Regions from separate parts of the Mus musculus genome. Here region 2 is linked to region 1. A link is a contact called in public HiChIP or PLAC-seq data. All regions are on one chromosome and are shown on one strand. Each heading gives the region's core, a stretch centred on a gene start, on an enhancer-like site or on the middle of the called end of the contact. The rest is flanking DNA. Distances are from core to core; before and after follow the strand shown.

What was found. HiChIP or PLAC-seq counts read pairs in DNA pulled down with a chosen protein or histone mark.
Region 2: a contact with region 1 is called in an H3K4me3 HiChIP or PLAC-seq map of bone marrow-derived macrophages, with 2.0 times the contacts expected there. The contact joins the enhancer-like site here to the promoter of Fancm in region 1. A contact is called at or near these places in 1 of 39 promoter capture datasets (hematopoietic stem and progenitor cells), 23 of 484 Hi-C or Micro-C datasets (B cells, the C10 cell line, CD4 T cells and 15 more), 7 of 115 datasets of contacts at active chromatin or transcription factors (the SCID.adh cell line, bone marrow-derived macrophages, effector CD8 T cells and 1 more) and 4 of 9 other capture datasets (adipose tissue, embryonic stem cells, liver and 1 more).

What each region holds. Positions count from the first base shown.
Region 1 is chr12:65,071,486-65,078,270 of GRCm38.p6, reverse strand. It overlaps Fancm (Fanconi anemia, complementation group M), which reads right to left and starts at 2,668. Exons shown (of 23, transcript NM_178912.4): 1 at 2,094-2,668; 2 at 1,057-1,229. The coding sequence starts at 2,565. It overlaps Fkbp3 (FK506 binding protein 3), which reads left to right and starts at 4,333. Exons shown (of 7, transcript NM_013902.4): 1 at 4,333-4,456. The coding sequence starts at 4,349.
Region 2 is chr12:65,151,642-65,158,426 of GRCm38.p6, reverse strand. It overlaps Mis18bp1 (MIS18 binding protein 1), which reads left to right. Exons shown (of 14, transcript NM_172578.2): 3 at 1-32; 4 at 1,362-1,435; 5 at 3,578-3,708; 6 at 4,534-4,621; 7 at 5,597-5,739. Among named protein-coding and RNA genes, the nearest start is that of Mis18bp1, 18 kb to the left of the region's middle. Within about 2 kb of position 3,921, at least 5 of the 459 cell types and tissues checked have an H3K27ac peak or open chromatin away from gene starts, as enhancers often do. A contact at or near this core is called in bone marrow-derived macrophages, where this site is marked.

The DNA.
Region 1 (6,785 bases), core at 1,419-3,918:
AGTCTTACCTACTTTAAGAATGCTTACATACCAGGTATTCTATTTAAGGGGAGGACAATTGAACAGTTCATTGAGCCAGGCAGTGGTGGCGCACACCTTTAATCCCAGCACTCCGGAGACGGAGGCAGGTGGATTTCTGAGTTCCAGGCCAGCCTGGTCTACAAAGTGAGTTCCAGAACAGCCAGGGCTACAAAACGATACCTTGTCTCGAAAAACAAACAAACAAACAAACAAACAGTTCATTTGGAATGTTTCATTTTGGCTCTGTGTCAAAGAGAGCTGCTATGTAAGAATGAAATTATAATGTCTTTAAATAATTCTTACAGAAGAGAATAAGTTATGAGGAGAAGCAAATTCTTAAAGGTGGAAATTCCTTACTGAGAAGGAAGGGAAGAAACACAACCTACATCTGACATTATCCAGGCATGATGGCACACACCTTTATCTGGGCCACACCTTCTAGTGGGGACCTACACAAGGACATTGGAAGCAGATTCTCTCTTCTTTGCCTGCTTGCCTTGTGGACCTAAGCAACTGCTAGATCCTTGGACTTCCAGTCACAGCTGCAGCTGCCATTGTTTGGGAGTTGGACTGTAGACTGTAAGTCATCAACAAATTCCCTTACTACATAGAGACTACCCATAAGTTCTGTGACTCTAGAGAACCCTGACTAATACTCTTGCTAAAGTTAAGAAGATATCAGAGAGTTGAGTGTGGTAGCATATGCCTATCAGAGGCCTGCAGAGCTCTGAGAGTTCAAGACCAGCCTGGTCTACGTAGTGAATTCCAGGCCAGCAACGCTACATAGAGAGATGCTGTCTCATAAAAGAAAAAAGAGAAAGAAAGAGGAAAAGAGAAAAGAAAAGGGGGAAAAAAAGCAGCAAATACAGATCTAAATGGACAAGAGAGATTTCCCAGCACCCTCTGTTCTGACAGAGTGAATGAAAGGCGTTTATAATCACACTAGCAATAGTTCCCATCACTGAGACTTATTCCCCCAAGCCCGTTAAGAATTTATGCATCCTCTACAAACTAGCATTTGAAAAAAGAGCTTACCTGGCAGTAAGCATAGTTCCCAAGTGCCTTATGAGCTTCATCCACCACAAGACACTTTACGTGGGTGGCAGGAACAGCCCCTCTAGTAAGGTCATTTACCATGACCTGCGGTGTCAGGAAAAGAACCCTCCTGCTGGACCATATCTCCTTCCTGTTAACAGCTTGAGTTGAACCTGTAAACAAAATTAACAGTGAAGCCGGGCGTGGTGGCGCACGCCTTTAATCCCAGCAATAGGGAGGCAGAGGCAGGTGGATTTCTGAGTTCGAGGCCAGCCTGGTCTACAAAGTGAGTTCCAGGCCAGCCGGGGCTATACAGAGAAACCCTGTCTCGAACACCTCCCCCCCCCCCCCCCAAAGTAACAGTGAAGCAGGGTGTAGCAAAAGTTCCCTGTAACCCCAGGACTCTGGAGCTTGAGGTAGGACAACTGTAAGTTCACGGCTAGCTCGCTCTATCTGGGGAGTTCCAGGCCAGCCAAGCCATACAGGAACACAAAACAGAAGAAACACACACAGGGACAGAGAACACTCAGAAACTTCAGACCGTCATCTATAGACTATAAATAAATAGTCTGGCCTACTTTTTTAATACATTCATGCTCTGGTACTCTACTTAAAGGGAGAACGGCTGGACAATCGTAATGACACCTTGGAGCTCTGATGCAACCCAAGGGTCAAAGCTGTTATTAGATAATGCCTACAGAAGAAGAAAGAAGAAAGAAGAAAGAAGAAGGTGGTAAGATCTGAGGGGAAGCAAATTGTTCAACCGGGAAATCGTTCTGGGACGGATGCTGGAAATAAGTTTAGCATTCCGCCCCGCCTCCCACTCATATACAAATATTTCAAAACACTGGCAATTTACAAGATACTTCTGAAGATAACTAGAGAAGTCTATGTATCAGACAGGGCTTTGCTACCCACAGACGATGTCTTACGGGGAAGAATGTAAGATGAACACATTTGCATTGAGTAATTCTGCTGGCATAGCTATGTCCACAAGAGCCAGCCTTTCCCGGGGAGCCCAGTTTTTCTCAAGATACCTGTCATTTCAGCCATGTGAGACTGTGGAATACCCATCACGTGGAAGCAGGCTTCCATCTGCTGTGTTACCAGGGGCTTCGTGGGTGCCATGAAAACCACCTTGCCAGAAGGGAACCAGCGGTAGAAATTATACATGACCACGGCGGCAATGAAGGTCTTCCCCAGCCCGGTGGGCAGGCACACCAGGGTGTTGCAGAACAGCGCGCTCCGGGAGATGTCCAGCTGGTAGTCGCGCACGGGGCAATTGGTGGGGTAGATCCACAGGGCTCCCGCAGCCGCGCAGAAGCCGCCATCCCCGGGATCCAGCTGCCGCTCAGCCTCGTACGCCGCCACCAGCAGCACCTCGTCGTCCTCCTCCGGCAGCGCCTCCGCCATCGCGGGCGAGCGCGGCTGGCCGCATCCCGAGTCTCCGGAGCCCCGCACGAGGCTCGGGCCCCACGTCTGGAAGAGCGTTCTCTGCCGTCCGCTCATGGTGCCCAGCAGCAGCGGAGCTCCGCTGAGGAACCCGCCTGGATGGCAGCGCAACCGCCGCGACTCGGACGCCCATTAGTCTCCCGCCAGCGACACAGTGGGTCCCGGGGGCGGGACTGGCGGGTTAAAGAACCCGCCGCCGATTTTGCGGCGGGAAGATGATTGGTTGCCATTCCGGAAATCAGAAGAAGCGCATGCGTATTGCGCGAAGTGTGTGACGGGCTGGGGGCGGGTGTCTGGATTTAGCATCTTTGCAAGTTTTGCTGTGTTTTGTTTGTTTTCGTTTTGTTACCCTTCCCATCCCTCGAGCGGGCTTGAAGGCAATCTCAAACCTGGAGCGGTGGCTCTGGCCTGAGGAGGAGTCTGGAGAATCAGGTCTAGGTCATCCTTGACGTCCAGAGTTTCCAGGTCAAAATTAACATAAGTAAATAGAATGTAGTTTTTGCTGTGCTTTAAATGAGCTGTCACTGCTAACGACATACTACATACGGGGTTAAGATACATAACTTCGTGACCCCAGGACAAGCATTCAGTCATCGTTTGTAACCGTAACATGATTGAAGCAAAAGTAGAGATAAATAATATTTTTCTCCATCTATGCTGAGAAAATGCAGTTTTGTGTTATACAAATGGCAGTTTTAATGTTTTGTCTGTCTAAAGAATGTGCTCTGGCCCTGCATTCATTGAGAAACTAAAACAAATACATTTTTGTCGTGGGATTTCTTTTTCTGTTTTCCTCCGTATGTTTTTGTTTCACACGGGTTCTTGCTCTGAGGCCCACTCTGGCCTGGAACTCTGCATGCAGACCAAAATGACCTTGAGTTGGCCAATGTCCTGCCTCATCTTGTAAGGGGCTATACGGGCTCCTAAGTGCTACAGACATACACTTCATATCTTAACTCTCACATAATGATTACAGCTATAGAGCAGTAAGTGTTCTTGCCCAGTTCTGTTAGTGACAGCTTTCTGCTTTTAGTCTTGGGTACCAGTACAAAATCGGTAAACATCTATTTCCTCAGTTACTGAAACAAAGTACAAACACGCGAAGCTCTTGCTGTACATACACCACCCTCACTATCGTAAAGAGGTATTTTAAGTACAGCGTAATTACATTGTTTTATTCAAGTTTCTAAATTTGTAGGCAAAGCTCTGTCGGGAGAGGTTTGCATTTAGTTTTGTGGAAATTGTTTGATGGGCAAGGACTAGGCCAATCCAGATAAGATTAGAGTAGAACTAGCCTAAAATGAGATTGAAAACCCGAATGCTGTTATTTTCTTTAAACCGTTTACAATCTGTACTTTTAAAGACATCGTAAGCCGTAAATAATAAACAAGTGGGCGTGATGGCTGCCCAAAGAACGCCTCAGAAAGCATCAAAATAAGGTTTGCCATCATCACTGCATGCCGCTGGCCAAGAGACCTGCACAGATTTTCATTCTACTCAACAAGGCCCTCACAGCCCAGTGTTGACATCACCCTAGCTCACGAGTCAATCCGGTTTAGGACCATGGCGGCCGGGCCCCGGAGTCCCGCGCAGGACCCGTGGGGACAGAGAGTGGACGGAAGAAACCCCCAGGCTCAGCAAAGCAGAAGCCCCGCCTCCTCGCGCGCCACGCATGCCCAGGCCACCCTTCAGGGCCGGGGCTGCGTAGAAAGTGTGGGCTGATTCCAAAAGGCGGAGGCCCCACCCCTAGAGCGTGGCGTAAGCCCGGGCCACGCCCTGAGGGCGGGACCGCGCCGGATTGAGGCGGGCTGGCTCAGTGCAGCGGCAGCAGCAGGGGAAGATGGCGGCGGCTGTTCCGCAGCGTGCATGGACCGTGGAGCAGCTGCGCAGCGAGCAGCTGCCCAAGAAGGACATTATCAAGTTTCTGCAGGATCACGGTTCAGATTCGGTACCAAAGGCATCTGGGCGGCCAGGCCGGGGCGTCCCGGGGCAGCTTCACCCCCCCCGGAGATGCCTTACATACCGGATTCCTCGGTGCCCCCGCCCTCGCCCTCTGTGGCCGGTGCTGGCCAGGCCTGAGCGGCCCGCGTGAGCTCCCACTCTCCCGCCCCTTGGGCCGCCCCAGATTCCGCGGGGTTCGGCCCTTATTTCCTAGGGCAGGCCCTGGAGCTGCGGCCGTAGATTTAAATCCCAGACAGGATCTGTGAGGGCCGAGGACCTGAGGAGAAGGACCCTGAAATGCTGGCGTCTGAGGCGGGGGCGAGGACTCGGGAGTGCATGCTGCCGGGGCGCACAGTGCTGGCCACTGGGAAATGGGAGGGAGGGGTGTAAGGATGCGAGGGAGCCTCGTGTGCATCTAGTTTGTCTTACCCATGTACTGAATACCGAACTATGATCCGTGATTTTCAGAAACCCACATATTACTGTTTTAACTTTTTTTGTTACAAATCTTTTACAAAATAACCTTAGGGGAATTAAATGTGAATTTTTAATACGGCGGGCTTCTGTGATTATAAGCACGCAGATTTGAAAAATTCTAGTTGTATAATGCAGCTTTCAGCCCTGTCCGCATCTTAGCCACCCATTTTGTAGTCACGGGTTATTTTGTTAGACTTGAGTTTTTGCCCTTCAGGAAGGGTCATTCATTCCCACCCCCACCCCAGCCCCCCCGACTCCTTAATCTTTTTGGAGGCAACATCTCATAGCCCAGACAGGCCTCAAACTCCCTTGACCTTACCTTCATCTAGCAAGTGCTAGGAATAACAGCCCTGCTCCATCACGTCATGTTCTGTACCTCAGTTAAATTATTTTGAGGTTTTTTTTTCCGGGGGGGGGGGGTTGCTTTGTTTTTGTTTTTTGAGACAGGGTTTCTCTGTGTAGCCCTGGCTGTCCTGGAACTCGATCTGTAGACCAGGCTGACCTTGAACTCAGAAATCCACCTGCCTCTGCCTCCCAAGTGCTGGGATTAAAGGCGCTCTCCACCACTGCCCCACCTCAGTGGTCATACACGATGTGCATCAATCTACCATTTTAAAATAGAAGGTGCAGCCTAAATTAAGTTTTGCTACAGATTTTCAGATTCAAAAATGTCAAGATAGCGAGTGCTGTGTGATTCCAAAATATGAAAATGCATTTAGTGACATTTAAATGGGTATTTTCCAGTGATCATTCACATACTCATGCCTGTGTTTTTACAGTCCTGTCATTTCGGTTTAAAAAGTTTCTGGGTTCTTTTGAGAAGATTGTATTTTCACTTAAGATCTTGTTGGGAGACCCAAGAACTCTCACACTTCTCCAGGCGTCAGGATATGGTCCAGCCATATTTATGAAACGTGTAGTACACTGTAGAACTGTTTGAGTGAATATACAAGAGTGAAAGGAAAAGGCCCCTTTGCGGATAGACCCACTTGCCATTTTAATGGGTATTCTCTTGAGCCATTATGATGTTCAGCAGTAGAGTTGGGCATTTAATACCTCAATACTGTACTTCTTAAGCTGTCTTTAAACAGCTTATTTATCCCAAGGTAGACTGTAAAGTTTTTAATTGTTTTTCTTCTTCTAGACTCTTAAGCGCCACTGACCTGACTTGGACCATTTCAAGAGACTTGGAACATATAACAGTTTTGTGATAATTTTTGTTCCCCAGTGATAGTCTTTTACCTAAATTAGTTGATGGTCATTATTTTTGTTACTCATAAACTATTAGATAGTTGTATTTTAGGTATTTTTCTGGACTCTCAAAGAAATGACAAAAGTGCTGAAGTAACTGATTGCTTCTATATAACCAACTTTTATCTCCTTTCGCCAGTCTTTTCTCATCTACAGTAGAGATCATGGTGGTTCATGCCTTTAATTCCAGAGGCAGGAAGATCCGAGTTCCAGGTCAGCCTAGACTAACTACACAGTCAATTCTCAGCTGGCCAGGGTTACATATTGAGAGAGGAAAGAAGAGAAAAAGCAAAGGCAGAAAAGTGCAGTAGGGACTACAACAGAAAGTTTCCAGAACTCTTAGCTGGAGGAGACAGCTTGAGAAAATAAGAAAATACAGTAAAGGAAGGAGACTAGAATAAAGGGCTGGAGGGGTGGCTCACAAGCATGATGTTATGAGTTCAGATGGCAGAACCACTCTGAAGCTGTAGGAGACTTCATGTGCATGCGCCTAGAATCACAGCGTGTCATGGGAAATGGGGACTGAGAATCCCTGGAAGCTCTTAGGCCAGCTAGCCTGTAAGAGAGAACCTGTCTCAAGCTGCCTCAAACTTCCACACATGGAATTC
Region 2 (6,785 bases), core at 2,672-5,171, 79 kb before region 1:
AAACTGTTGTAAAAGAAGTAAAAAAATATCAGGTAGGAAGACCTTTAAGGCAAGTATTTATTTTGTTCCTCAGAGGTTTAGACTCTATTTTTGCTTTATTCCTTGTTTTATTATTGATGGTAGCCACTTAAGCCTAGTGAAAAAACAGTCAGGCTGAAAGTAAGGTGACTCAGTTGTTAATTCTTACCTTGCTCTATTGCTAGTTTTAAACTTCACTTATGCCTGGAAGAAATGAACACTGACATTGCTCCTACTTTTATTTCAACTTTTTAGGAATTATTAACATTTGAAATAGAAAGGAATTATAACAGATAAAGAGTTGAGATTTTTCTTGATAAAAGCTATATAAGATGAACAGTAAAATACTTTAAAGCATCAAACTATGTTGAATTGAGGCACTTTTTTTTGAAGGGAATGTATTATCAGTTCAAGAAGAAATACAAGCATATATGAAACTTAGGCTTGATCTTCCAGTACTAAACAAAGAAAAAGGACAATGTAAAATTTCTAACTGTTAAAAGTGTGTCCATTAAGTTTTAAGTAGGTATTAGTGGGTATCCAATTGAGAGATACTATGTAATTTTATCTTGGTTTTAGAAATGATGAAGTGGTTGCAATTTTATAATCAGTTATTTGCTACAAATTGTTATTTACAAACATTTAATGTTTGACATAATGATAAAATGTTTGGATATTGACATAAATGTATAAAGTTTGAATAAAACTACTCTAAGATTTCCTAGTACTTCTTCATCTCTACCATGCCTGTTTATACCAGTTAGCATAAGAATTTTAAGCCTGCCTGGTGTGGTGGCACATGCCTTTAGTCCCAGCACTTGGGAGGCAGAGGCAGGTGGATTTCTGAGTTGCAGGCCAGCCTGGTCTACAAAGTGAGTTCCAAGGCTTTTTTGGTTTTGTTTTGGTTTGGTTTGGTTTTTTGAAACAGGGTTTCTCTGTGTAGCCCTGGCTGTCCTGGAACTCACTTGGGAATACATTTTGCATTTTCATCCCCCTAAGTTGCTGTGTTTTCTGTAAGATTCGGTGGTTCAGTGTATATGTTAGGAGTCTCCTCTTCCTTTTGGCTAAGCCATTTTGTATGAGTATTTAAAATGTAGATCCTTCTGGATTACAGGCAAGCCATATAGTACAGCCTCAGTTAAGTTTCTGTATTTTTTTCTTTCTTTCAATATTGTAGTTTTAACAATTGGTGCTTTAAATGGGCTGATTCCTATATAGATGGCTACTTAGAAACCACGAGGATTACATGGGGCTTTTCTTGTAATTCACATTTTCTAATGCTAAATGCTGACTGTAATGCTATGTGCAAATAGTACAAGAAATATTTTTTTATGCTTGATTAGGCAGTCCACCTACAGGAATGGATGATTAAAGTCATCAATAATAATACTGCTATATGTGTAGAAGGAAAGCTGGTGTAAGTATAACATTTAAATGTTCTTTCAATATGATTAAGTTAGCTGTATTTAAGTGATGAGTGACGAATAGCATCTTTCTATAAAACATGTTCTAATGAGGTTATAAACTGAAGGCAAAAGTAAAACATGACATCAGTGCCTTGCTAAAGATGTTTGATGTAAATTACTGATCCATGAAAGGATCAAAATTATTTAAAGTTCCCAGTAGTTACATGTTAATTGACACTTTTGGTTCTCCAAAGTGAACGCATTGTCAGACAGTAGGCTTTAACTCTGGTGCTCTGTTCTATTTCTGAGAACCAGCCTCTCCATAGTAAACAACTTGTGCTGACACAATGTCAATGATCACTGTTTCAAGGCTAAACATATAAGTCTACTAGTAGACTATCTTACAGCCTTATCCCCTTTTTCATGTCTAAAATGCAGCATAAATTGCCTTTGCAGGGATTTCACTAATACTGCTTACTACCAATGTTACTTGAACAAATTAAAATTGCTTCTACTCTACGAGGCTCAACTTCTTCATTAGTACAGTGATAACACTAATATGATTAATACTGTGGGAAGGCTCTTCTTGTTTGGAGAGTGTATCATGTAGCCCAGGCTGGCCGTGGGTACTCTAAGTACAGTATGTACTTGAAGATGACTTTTGATTCATGCTTAGTGCTCAGCTTTGCTGTAGGTAGAGAATTAAGTGAATTAATATTTGCAGTATCAAAGAATAAAGAAACATGCCTTTTAAAGACGCTGTGGGCTGTGGTGGCATACACCTTTAAGCCCTAACAATTCTGGTGGCAGAGGCAGGAGAATCTTTGTGAGTTTGGAGGCAGCTTGATCTACATAGTTCGAAGATAGCAGGGGCTATGTAGAGAGACCATATCTTAAACAACACCAGGACCAAAATAACAACCCAAAAAAACAAACAACAACAACAAAAAAACCTCACACCTCCCCTCAAACCACAATAAAGCAAAAAAAAAGTATTATGGTATAGTGTCATCAGTTTAATCCTAATTTATTTAATTGAGAGAACTTTTTTATAGCATGAGTATGTTTACTATCTGTTATATGAAAAATGCTTTGCACTTAGCTACTAGTTTCATTTAGTGATGTATGAAGAGTAGATTTCTAGGTCAGTGATTTGCTACTTTGTTTTCTCTTAAGTAGACCCTCTTTACAAAATAGAAGGTAAAAATATTGGCCTATGTATTTATATTTTTAAAAATATGAAAAAAAAACCTTTAAAATGAGATAGATGTACTTGACATTTTTGAACATGAAGTAGGCGGGAGGGAGTTGGGTGCACATGTAATCTGTAATCTCAGGTAGTTGGAGGATGTAGAAGTCTAAGGCTATCTTGGGTAGCATCGTAAGACCCAGGAGCCAGCAAGATGGCTCACAGGGCAGAGCCTGCTGCAAGGCTATACAGCCTTAGTTTGGTCCCCAGGTTCCATAAGTTGGTAGTAAAGGACTGATTCCCAGAAGCTATTTCTGGCTCTATATGAATTCCATGGTGTGCACACAAATATGTGGGAAAAAAATCCCAGAAAGACAGTATCTGAATAAACAAAAATAGCATTTCTACAAAAAGCCAACAAAAATGTGAAGGGCCACCAAAATCTTTGAAGGCTTAGGAACTATTAAGCTGAAATGTCAGATGTTGCCATCAGGAAATGTTTGTTGACAGTTTTTCTTTCCTTGCTAATGCTATATCTTATATCAGGTATATAGATTGATTGACCACAGTATAGTTTCTTGGCATAGACTCTGAGGATCACATTAGCCAAGCAGTTGAATTCTGTACTGGTTAGTCCTCAGATGTTTTGTAATTAGATTAATAATGCTGTTATTGTTGTGATAGCTAAGAGTACAGAATGAATACTTCCTTTTTGAAGTGGAGAGTGACATCAAGATTGCATCTCACTATGAAGCCCTCGTTGGCATGGAACTTAGTATGTAGAACAAGCTGGTCTCAAACCTAGAGCACTCCTCCTGCTTTTATATACAAGGTGTTGAGATTACACATAACTGGCTCACACCCAGTCCTTCATTATAAGTTTGTATGCTTCTATGTGTATATACAGTTCCTAGTAAAGTATAAATACTTTGACCTTATTAAACTTATTCTTTTCCCCCCCTAGAGATATGACTGATGTTTATTGGCATAGCAATGTAATTATAGAGCGGATTAAACACAATGAACTTAGGACCTTATCAGGCAACATTTATATCTTAAAAGGATTGATAGACTCGGTCTCCATGAAAGAAGCAGGTAAGTGGGCATCATTATTAGTTAAATCTTTCTATAGCCTCTCCTCTTTCCTAAATAAATCCCAGGATCATAAATTGACCCGACCCCTTGTAGTGTCCCACACAATCACGACTTTTATTACTCATTTCAGTATATGCCTAGTACTGACTCTTCATTACAGTTCAGCTTTGCTTGTCTTATTTCACAAACAAACCAGCTCTCTGTCACAAGGCTTTTCATTTCCTATTTTTAATATTTGGATTCCATTTTCCCATATGACTCATTCCCTCAGGTTCCTATGCCCTGGCTTTCTATGTCAGTAGAATTTCCCTGACTACCTCCTTTTGAAATTGCTGTCTTCTCCTTTTCTCCTATGAATATGTTTAACTACTTTTTCTGTGATATCAATCTAGCAAAGAATTTTACTTTCTGCATTTGCTTCTTCTCTTATATAATAGAAATTCAGTGTGTAATGATGGGGATTTTATTTCCCTAACTAATGGGTCCTCAGTACTCTAGCAGTACTTAGCATATAGTGAATCAGAAGTACACATTTTGCCAGGCATGGTGGCGCACGCCTTTAATCCCAGCACTCAGGAGGCAGAGGCAGGCAGATTTCTGAGTTCGAGGCCAGCCTGGTCTACAGAGTGAGTTCCAGGACAGCCAAGGGCTACACAGAGAAACCCTGTCTCGAAAAACAAACAACAACAACAAGAAAGAAGTACATATTTCTTGACTGACAGTGAATTAGAGAGACCTCTTTAAAAGCCTAGGCTTTTGGATAATTTCATTTTCTATTTTTTAAATTAAAATAATTTTGTATTTGTTTTGCTCATTGTTAAATAGGATATCCCTGTTATCTCACAAGAAAATTTATGTTTGGATTTCCCCACAACTGGAAGGAACACATTGATAAATTTCTAGAACAATTAAGGTAAACTGTCTAAATTTTTAAAAATCAGCTTTTCAAGGTATAAGTTATGGTCCCTAAAATGTACTCATTTTAGATAAAAAAATATACTGTGCCTTTTCAAATTCATGTTTATGTAACCGATGTAATGTGGTTTTGCTGGGTTTTTGTGTTTGTGTGATAGTTTTGAAGATTTTTGTGATTTTAGGGGTTTTAGAAATAATAAACCTTTATTAGACTTTCTGTCATGTTGAGTAAATTGAAAAAGAAAATAAAATTGGAGACACATTTCTAAGGAGAATTCATCAATCGCCTACCCTTTGGATGGCGTGTAGTTGTTAAATATTGGACTGAAATTCTTGATTCGTTTTTCTCCGTTAATTTTCATTAGTTTTTGAGTACCTACCAGGTACTTAGCAGACACTGAGAGAAAAATTTTATAAATTCTTGTTCTTCAGGAGATAGTAGGAGATAGAGAGTTTTAAACTTCATCTGAGTACAGGTATTGTATAATAAGAACTGGTGACTATTTCTTCCTCGAACGTGTCAGGTGGTATTTTTCTGGACATGTTGCTTCTTTTCTCGACCATTTAACTCTGTCTTTTCAACAGAAAAGCAACTGTAGGTAGTGTAAATTGAGCATGGCTGTGTCTCAGTAAAACTTGCTTATAGAACTAGACAACTTCCCAATAGTGCTTTTTAATCCTGGCCTCACATTTACTAGGTAAGTACTTTATTTCTGGACACTCATTGTCATGTAGTTTTCTTAAATAAGATTACATATTTTTGTTTGTTTGTCTTTTAAAAATATTTGCTTTGAGAAGGGTCTCATGTAACAGGTTAACCTCAGTATGTAGCCCAGTCTGGCCTTGAGCTCTGTGATTATCCTGTTGGTGGGGATGCGCTCTTCTCTTCTCTTCTTCTCTTTTCTTTCATCCTTTTTTTAATTGTTGTTGTTGAGAACCAATATTTGAGAAAGCAATAACACAACTATTTTAGGGCTGAAAAAAAGAACAAGACCAGACAGGAAACAGCAAGAGTCCAAGAAAAACAAAAATCAAAAAAAAAAGATGCAGAAGATAAAGAAACTTATGTCCTCCAAAAGGCCAGCATCACGTATGACCTTAATGATAATAGCTTAGGTAGGTCTAAATTTTTCTTTGTTGCTGAAGTGGTAGAGTCTTATATAAACTTAACACTGTTTGTAGTATGTGATGTGTGGTGTGGTGCTCTTTGACTGATTAGGACCTTAAAATTCCTTCTTTTTTATACTTTTTTATACTAAGGTGACTGTGTTGCAGACTGCTGCTTCATCGTTCTTTTTATTTCACGGAGTAAATCTTTATCACAATCCCAACCCCCTGATAAATATATTAATGAAAGATTATATTTAGACTATCACTATCAGCAATCTTGTAGTAGAGACAAGTATCTATATTTGCTTTTATGGAGGAACTTGCATATAAACTCAAGTGGCAAGTGCTTTAAAGGTTGGTAGAATTGTTATGTCAGCTCTTTTTTAACATTATAATCTACCTCTCACACTACCCTACTTTCACAAATAATGTATGAAATAATAGTAAGATGATAAAAGTTACCGAAATCCTTTATGTACATTTCTTGGAATTTTACCTTGACTTTGTAGCTAAGATCTATACAAATTTTTAAAATCTCTGAGAATTGCACATTATTTTTGCTAAAGCTGTGGCACCATGTTAGATGTAAATATACTACATCTCTCTCTAATGGCGTTGTGTCATTTAAACTCTTTCTCCTTGAAACTTATTTATCTTTTCTAGACCAAAGAAAGTAATAATTTAGAAGTGTAAATGATGGCAGACATTTCACTTACCAAAGCTTTAGCTCTTTCTCAATCCTTTCTTTTTACAAAAGTCATCAAGTTTTCTTAACTTTGGCTGGTTGCTTATTATCATTTCTAGAACATTTTGAATCTTCTAGAATCCTGGGACTATTATTACTTGCTATTACCTCTACCCTACTGCCTGTTTTACTCCAAAATGAAAAATAACACTGGGTCACTTTTTTAGAGAAGTAATCTGACTTGTAACTATGATTATTGAAAATGTTATAGAAAAACACGTGACATGTAGGATGGAATACACATTTAAAAGATTAAAGTTTGCTACACTATATACTATGCTATCTATGCACATAAGAAGAACCAAAT